Linked DNA regions of Gossypium hirsutum: region 1 is linked to region 2. The links are chromatin contacts, called in public Hi-C maps. All regions are on one chromosome and are shown on one strand. Each heading gives the region's core, a stretch centred on a gene start, on an enhancer-like site or on the middle of the called end of the contact. The rest is flanking DNA. Distances are from core to core; before and after follow the strand shown.

What was found. Hi-C and Micro-C count contacts between places; a contact is called where the count stands out from the background.
Region 1: a Hi-C map of leaf shows a contact between it and region 2, with 1.8 times the contacts expected there. The contact joins the promoter of LOC107946378 here to the enhancer-like site in region 2. A contact is called at or near these places in 3 of 34 Hi-C or Micro-C datasets (leaf and petal).

What each region holds. Positions count from the first base shown.
Region 1 is chrA07:57,633,080-57,637,234 of Gossypium_hirsutum_v2.1, reverse strand. It overlaps LOC107946378 (NADH dehydrogenase [ubiquinone] iron-sulfur protein 1, mitochondrial), which reads right to left and starts at 1,276. Exons shown (of 5, transcript XM_016880676.2): 1 at 835-1,276; 2 at 62-308. The coding sequence starts at 1,276.
Region 2 is chrA07:57,327,112-57,330,956 of Gossypium_hirsutum_v2.1, reverse strand. LOC107946408 (aarF domain-containing protein kinase 1) reads left to right here. Exons shown (of 16, transcript XM_016880715.2): 12 at 1-65; 13 at 1,039-1,176; 14 at 1,247-1,359; 15 at 1,619-1,690; 16 at 1,787-2,152. The coding sequence ends at 1,911. Among protein-coding and RNA genes, the nearest start is that of LOC107946408, 18 kb to the left of the region's middle. Within about 2 kb of position 2,411, at least 2 of the 9 cell types and tissues checked have an H3K27ac peak or open chromatin away from gene starts, as enhancers often do. A contact at or near this core is called in leaf, where this site is marked.

The DNA of each region.
Region 1 (4,155 bases), core at 27-2,526, 310 kb before region 2:
CAGCTTGAAATCTAAAAATAGAAAGTAAAAGAGGAGGGAATATTTGGGGTTAATTTTTTACCTTGTACACTGAATGCACCGAGTCATGACAGTCTTTACTAAAGGACCAAGATTTTTGTCAACAACAGATCTCTTCATTTCAGTAAAACGACCTCGATCAGATCCAAATGCCATAGACTGATCCTGGAGATCACATTCTCCACCCTGATCACAGATTGGACAATCAAGTGGATGGTTCATCAGCAGAAATTCCATTACTCCTTCACGTGCCTTCTTTGCCAAAGGTGTATCCGTCTTAATCTTCATTCCTATGTTATAGTCCCAAGCATAATTAAACAACACAAACCAAAAAGAAAAGGAGTAAAACCCCCGAAGGTTAAATTGTTTAAAATCCAAGAAGGCAACAGGATGACAAGCTTGAAAGAAAATTATCACAAGAATTATTGTTTACAATCACATAAATACTTAGATATTAAGAAATTTTAAGTACAAATCTAGACACATTTCCATGCATGGTTACTAAAACATGTAAAACAAAAATGAAGATGAAAACAAACATTTATGACTGAATTTATAAAGATCAAATCGATCATAATTCTGTATCTTTATGAAGACTATATGGAACTAGTAGCAAGACATTCAATAACAGAGATTAAAGAGAATAAAATAGTATAGAATAATTTGAGAACCCTAAATCCAAATTACTAGTATCCTGAAACACGTCAAAAATCTGCAAAGAAATTCAAATCCGTTCATCTAATTAAATTCAAACACACTAGTAAAATTGAGAAAACAAAATACAAAATATAATAATTGTTAAATTGAAACGCTAACCAGGGAGAGCAGGCATGGCACAAGAGGCGACGGGCTTGGGGGATTTTTCAACCTCGACGAGGCACATACGGCAGTTCCCAGCGATTGAAAGTCGACTATGATAACAAAACCTCGGAATGTCAACACCAGCAATTTCGCAGGCCTGAAGAACGGTCATGCCCTTGGGGATTTTCACCGGGAAGCCATCGACGGACACCTCGATGGCATCATCCGGGTTCGTGACGTGGATCCGTGCACCGCCAACGGGTTTCTTGGGTGGAGAAGGAGTGGTTTCTGGCTGCGGTGCTGCTGCTGCTGCCGATGAGGCGTCGGGGGATTGGAGCTCGGATTTGGCGACGATGGGTCGGAATCTAGAGTATTGGGAATGGAGGATTCTTGACGATTTTAGGGTTCTTGAAGCTAATAAGCCTAAACCCAGTTTTCTGGCAGCCCGAAGATAGCCTTAGCCTTTCCTTTCTTGGAGCTGTGAAGTGAGAGAAGGGAGTGGCGATTGGCGAGAGATTCGATTGGAACTGTCGGGTTGAATGTGTGTCATCCACAGGCGTGTGATTCCCACAAGAAGTCGGGCTTCAAGTTGACCCGTTTTTGTCTTCATGGACTGGTTTAGGGGCTTACAAAACGCCGTCGTAGCTTCAGTACTCGAATTGGGGAACAAAGGGGCCAAGCTCATTTCGATGTCCTATTTGAAGAAATTTTAGCCTAATCTTTTCAATTCACGTTACCGTAAGCTTTCATATAAAGAAAGTAGGGATGTCGGTGCGGTTTCACGATCCCATCCCACTTCACACCCAATTAGGCTAGGCTGGTACAGGTTTTGCGGGTACTGAAATAGAGATAAAGATAAATATTAGACTCATCGAGAGTCGTGGTTTTGATATTATACTCACCTCATTCCCGTTTGTCTCATCTTCACTTACCTCGAATAATATAATAAGTATATTCAAAAAAAATATTTATAAAAATTTAATTTAATAATTATTTTATTAGTATTTTATTAATTTATTAGTATTTAATTTTTGTACTTGTGTTATATTTAAAAATATTTGTGATATATTTGAGACATTATTTGTATTTAAATATTATAAAAGGACTTTATTTTTAAAATTTTTTAAATTAATATTGAAGTTATTTTTTGTTTATCAATTAAAGGGTCATGATGACTTTTTTTTTAAATAGTGACAGTTGAAATAATATCACATATGTAGTAAGAGTTCAAAGGATAAGTATTTCATACATTTTTTATAAAAATTTTGATTTATATTTATTTAATTGATACTTATAAATATATTATATGAAGTGGGTCACGAGGCGGGTATAGCAGTGATTAGGTGAATTTGAGGACCCACGTGGGTGGTGAGCGAGGATGGTTTTGAGTTTTTTACCCGTAGTGGGTCGCTGAGCAGGGATGGGGATGAAAATTCTTGGTGAGGATGCCCCCACACCTGTGTCGCCCAATTGACATCCCTAAAAGCGAGACTTTATTTTGATAAAAGCAAAAGTAAATATATTTTTAGATAAATTATTGCAAAAATATAATAAGATAAGATGCTAATATTTTTAATTTTAATGTGAAGCCAATAGTTTTAATCAAAATATCTAATACGATATCCCTAACATCATCTTGTTATAAATTTTTTGGTATTTTGGTATATTAAAATTTATAATCAAATACCAAAATTTTTAACCTAACACCGAATTATTTAAAGAGATTTTATTAAAAATTTTGGTACTTGATTAGGAATCTTGGTACCGCATTAAAAGTTTTGAATATCAGATAAAAATTTTGTTATTTCTTCAAATAATTTAGTATAATATCAAATTTTTTATATAAAATATATGAACCAGATTTAATGCATACTAACAAATTTATTTTTTATTTGATGTAACAATTATTTATAATAAACAAAATAAAATATATTTAATCCGTATTTAAATATTATTTAAATATACCCAAATATATAAGACAATAGTACAATATATTATGGTATACCAATATATATATAGAGTAATATATAACAAATTATATTTAATTTTGTATACCAAAATACAAAATTTCTAATTAAATACCAAAATATTTAAGGCGATGCTATTGTTAGGGTCAATATGTACTATTTTTGTTCGTGCATGTTTCCCTTCAAATTTATCATCAAAATTTCCTTGCCTGTGCGACCCAATAGCCTGTACCAAGATTACTAAGGTCATACTAAAATAGCTTAGGGATGTTCTTAGTTGATGCGATACCAAATTTTTTTAATCAATACCAAAATTATTAAGAATGTCTCGTTTGAAATTTTAGTATAGAAAATACTAAATTAGAAATATCGGTTTTGGTGTCTTGTTAGAAATATCGGTAATGCATTAGAAATTCAGTATTTGTTATAAATATGGGCATCGCTACTAGAGATATTGGTATTGCTTAGAGATTTTGGTATCCATTAGAAATTTAAAATTTTTGTTATTGTGTTAGAAATTTTAATATTAACTTATAACCGGTTGATTTAGTTACACCTTTTCCTTAACTTTTATTTTAAATGTACAACAAAATTATCGATGAAATTAGATTTAAAATAACAATGATAGTTAAAATTTTTAAATAAAAGATGCTTTCAGTGACAATTAATATATAAATATTACAAAAATTATAAATCATGAGTAAATTATTATAGGGAAGTGAAAAAGTGAATGATATTATCTTCTTTAACTACTTTTGGAATAGTTTTTGTTCCAATCAAATTGGTAATAACCACAATACTATTGCCATTTTCTTCAAGAATAGCTTATTGGAGGAGAGATGTAAAAACAAATTCATTACTTTATCAACCAATAATAAATACATTTTAATTTTGTCACAATAAGATTTTTTCGATGATAAATCACAATCAACTGACTTGACATTGATAAAGAACTCTAAGAGATCCTTTGCATCAGTAATACTCAAAACTAGTCTCCATATGATCTATCCTCCTCTTCATCTTGAAGTCTTATCTCACATTTAATATAATAGTGCAAACACTTCAAATTTTTAGTTTAGTAAATGGTATTGGGAACATATATAGTGAAATTTTGATGAAATTGAAAACAAGCTTACTAATTGAATTTTTTTTAAGGAATTAATAAGGCAAAGAGGAAAAGAAATTAGTAAGGATAAATGTGACTTTGAAACTTAATTGGAGAGAGAATATGGATATTAAAGTGTAAATGAACTATTACATTAGGAAAGGTGGATTTAAAAAAATATTACCAAAAGAGACGTGGAAAGTATATTGGTACATGAAAATTGAAACTTAAAGGTCTGAATTAAGTTGAATAAAAGTAAAAAGT
Region 2 (3,845 bases), core at 1,162-3,661:
CGGTTTGGTGTTGGGAAGTACTACAGATACTTGCCGATCATTTTCTCTGGAAGGACTATAGATAGGTGATCTACATTTCTTCTTTTCTAATTTCTTTTCTTTAATCTTGCTATTTGTCAAGGATTGTTAGTTTTTATGATCATTAAGTAGGATGCTGATAAGGTTTTCCATTAAGAATTTGAATCGAAACAATAGTTGGAAGAAGTTTATAATTTGCTATAGATTATGGAATTGTCATCTTTGATAATAGCACTTGGCAAATGTAACTTTCATGATTACTATACTTCATATGATATTGGAAATCATAGATATATTTTTCAGGCTGGTCATTTTTCTAAGACAAACAGATATTACATTTTTGGGAGGATCATAATTTCCAGCACCCGAGCTCATGTGTTGCAGTACTAATAATGATTATTGGTTTATTGCAGCACAAGCTAGTCTGTTCGAAGAGATTTTTTAGTCCCTTAAAGAAATTTCTCGTTGAGATAGTAATCCACTTATCAAAACTTGATTATTTGAAGAAATTTGTAGTTATTTGTCTTTAAATTAAGCATAAAGAAACCGTGTATCACCTTTATATTTTGGTCTTTTTTTGTTTTATTTCTTAAGATATAATTATACTTTGTCAACCAAACACTTGTAGAGAATTAGAATTTCTTATAATTATAAGAGTTCTTGGGGCAAGTAACTGGGGTGCTACGTTTATGTTTATATTTAATTCAGTGGGACTTAATAATTATAATGATTACCCACACTTGTCACGCATATAATTATACACAATTGCACTCAAATTCAATTACAGGTGGCTTTCCAAACACATGTTTAGTAGTATTCATTTAAATGATAACTAGAAGCATAAATCTTTCTGTAGGTTCCTATCCCCCTGATATGGTGAGGCATCTTCCATTTTTCCTTCTGTGTTTTTTGTTTTGGGAGAGGTGTTGACTGGATAGATTGAAGGTTCAGTTTACTGACTATTATATTATAACAATTATGATACCAATCTAATTATCCCTTCTGTAATCTGATTGGCAGTAAATCTGGCATTGGGAAGGGAATGTTGGTTGAAGAGCAAAAGAAGATGAAACAACATTTGAAGGCTCTAGAGATGGAGGACATATCTTCGTTTATGGAATCTCTTCCTTCCAACTTTCTCATAATATTGCGGACAGAGTAAGATAAATTCAGTAGCCTATTTGGAGTTCAATAGCTCCTAATCTCATTTTGGTCTTTTCTGTTTTAGTGAATTACTGAGATCTACAGTAAGCAAGCTTGGTGCTTCAAAATGGGTGAGGTTGCTAACCTATGGAAAATATGCCTCACTTGGTCTCTCTCTGAAGTCGAATCCATGCTCTGGTAAACAGTTCTTCTAAACCCTTTTTTTTTTCCTTTAATTTTATTCTAAATCAGTTGTTATCTGGCCAAGCCAGGGAGAGCTTTTAATGGATGCATCTGTTGTTGTGTTTGTACATTTACGAGTGTATAGTAAGAAAGAGATTTTTATATTCATGAGCAGTTAACGTCGGTATTCTTGGAAGGAACTGATTTTGTGGTCGCATATTTTGTTTTAATTTACAATTTAAGGAATACAATTACTTTATCCTCGTGTGTTCAGATTTGACATCATTGGCCCTATATACCAGATTGATAGGAAATATAGAATACATTCTTCTAAGGCTTACTATAGGTAAGGTTTTTTCTTCTCATAAGTTCTGATATGTAGGTATGTCAGGTAATAAAAAAAAAAGGTACCTGAATGATTGGAACATTTTAACATTTTCAGGGGTAACGAATCTGGTTTTGTGGATGGAGAAGCTGAAGCGATGTCTGAATAAGTTTTATGGAAAGATGAGTGCTGCTGGAAAAGGTATGTCGACAATGTTCTTCAACATCTACTTCAAAATGTAGATTCTTTTTCCTTTCTTTTTTGTCTTATGTACTTCGTTATTTACACCAAGTAAATTTTGAGCAGAAGCCATATGTAGATAAAGCTTCCTAGGGCTCAAGGAGCACTGTATTGTAGTTTGATATTGGCTTTTGTTGTAGAACTATAAAATTACTCTGAATCTGAAGAATTGTAAGAACCAGAATATTACTCAAAGCTTAACTTGGTGATGAAATTATTTTAAGAAGTACCATTTACTGGGTATGGATTTTGAGTTCAAGCATTTGCAAATTTTTACTACAATCTTTTACGTCAGAAAAAGGAAAAACAAACTTAGATAAGAATTTAAAAACTAGTTTATATATATATAGAGAGAGAGAGAGATTTATATATAAAAGCATTCATTTGGAAATATTTTTAATCACTGAAAATTTTTATTATTCATTATTGTTATATCCAGGCCAAATGGGCTAAGGCCTGTAACAAGGCCCAAAAGAGCTCAAGTTCCAACTGGTACAAAGATCACATGAGCTTAGGCTTTATAAAGTACAAAACATAAATGCTATGCTAGCAAGAACAATGTCACGTGGCACGTAGAGGAATCACCTCTAGCTTTTATCCGACTCAAAAGCTATGCATAGTGTGACTTGCCAACATTCCTAGCGAATAAGAAACATTGCATTAGCTAAAAAGACTAGATCAGACTAGATTTGGGCAATTAAGGGGCAACTTAAAGCTTTATTACCTATGTTAAAATTTAACTTAATTTTAGCTTTGACCACGTATATATTTGGATCCAGACCAACCACTTACGATCCTAGTTAGTCGATAGCAAGTTTTAGCCCAAATCCTATCTAATGACTAAGTTCTGGAACAACTAATCAACTAAAAATGTCAACTTCAACTCATCGGTGTGTTTTCTCTAAGATGCCACCAGTTTGGTTTACTAATCAGTTACCATTGGATAATGCCAAAATCTTTTGAGAATTGGTCCTTCGCAACCACTTCTACCATTAACGACGATTGTAACACCCCCTTACCATGTAAGAAATGCTACATTTACGTACCAAACAAATCACTCATGTTCTACTCATCTTTTAGACTCATTTGAAGCTATTTAAGGCTTCTTCAATAATTTCTAAACTGAATATGTAAACTGGTTGCAACCAGAGATCATTCAGAGACCCCTTGATGTAAAAAACAACATAAATTAAGAAAACAAGGTAGAGGTATTGACGCATGCCCCAATTTATCGGTACCTTGACCTTGATACTATTCATTTTTACATTATGTTTGAGCTTTATCAATACAAGCCCTCTAAGTATCAAAATTTGGGTGTATGGAAGCTAAAATCAAGCTTAAAAATACCTCAAAAAGTGTCATAACTTACTCCAATTAATCCCAATCATTCTCAATCATTATTTGACCTTAAAATACTCCTAATTATCTTTGTAAACATCATGCAATTCATCTATTAGAGTTGCATGACCCAACTTCTTGTTAAAAAAAATAATGGCAAAATAAGGGGATCTGTGGGGGCAAAGGTCGAGGGCCATAGCTGCCGCAAATCTCCATTAAGTATAAAATTAGACTGGGGTCGTAACCGAGGGTGTGCCCTCACGATACGGTACAAGCTGTACAAGTGAAATCCGTATAAAAGTACACTTATTCTGTTTGATATTGATTAGAATAAGGTGTTTCAACCTTACTACATTGCTTCTATTTGACATTGATTATAATAAGGTTTTTCAACTTATAAATAGATGTAGTCTAAACTCCTCTTGTATCATTCAAATTTAACATTAGTGAATTTTCTTCTCCACTACCAATGGTTTTTCTCCCGAAAGGGTTTCCACGTGAAATCTGTGTGTTCTTATCTTTTTCTTTTTGCTTTGCGATCGTTTTTTATTGTCATTGTCGACGTTCAACTTTTACATCATCCATGTTCAATCTCCAT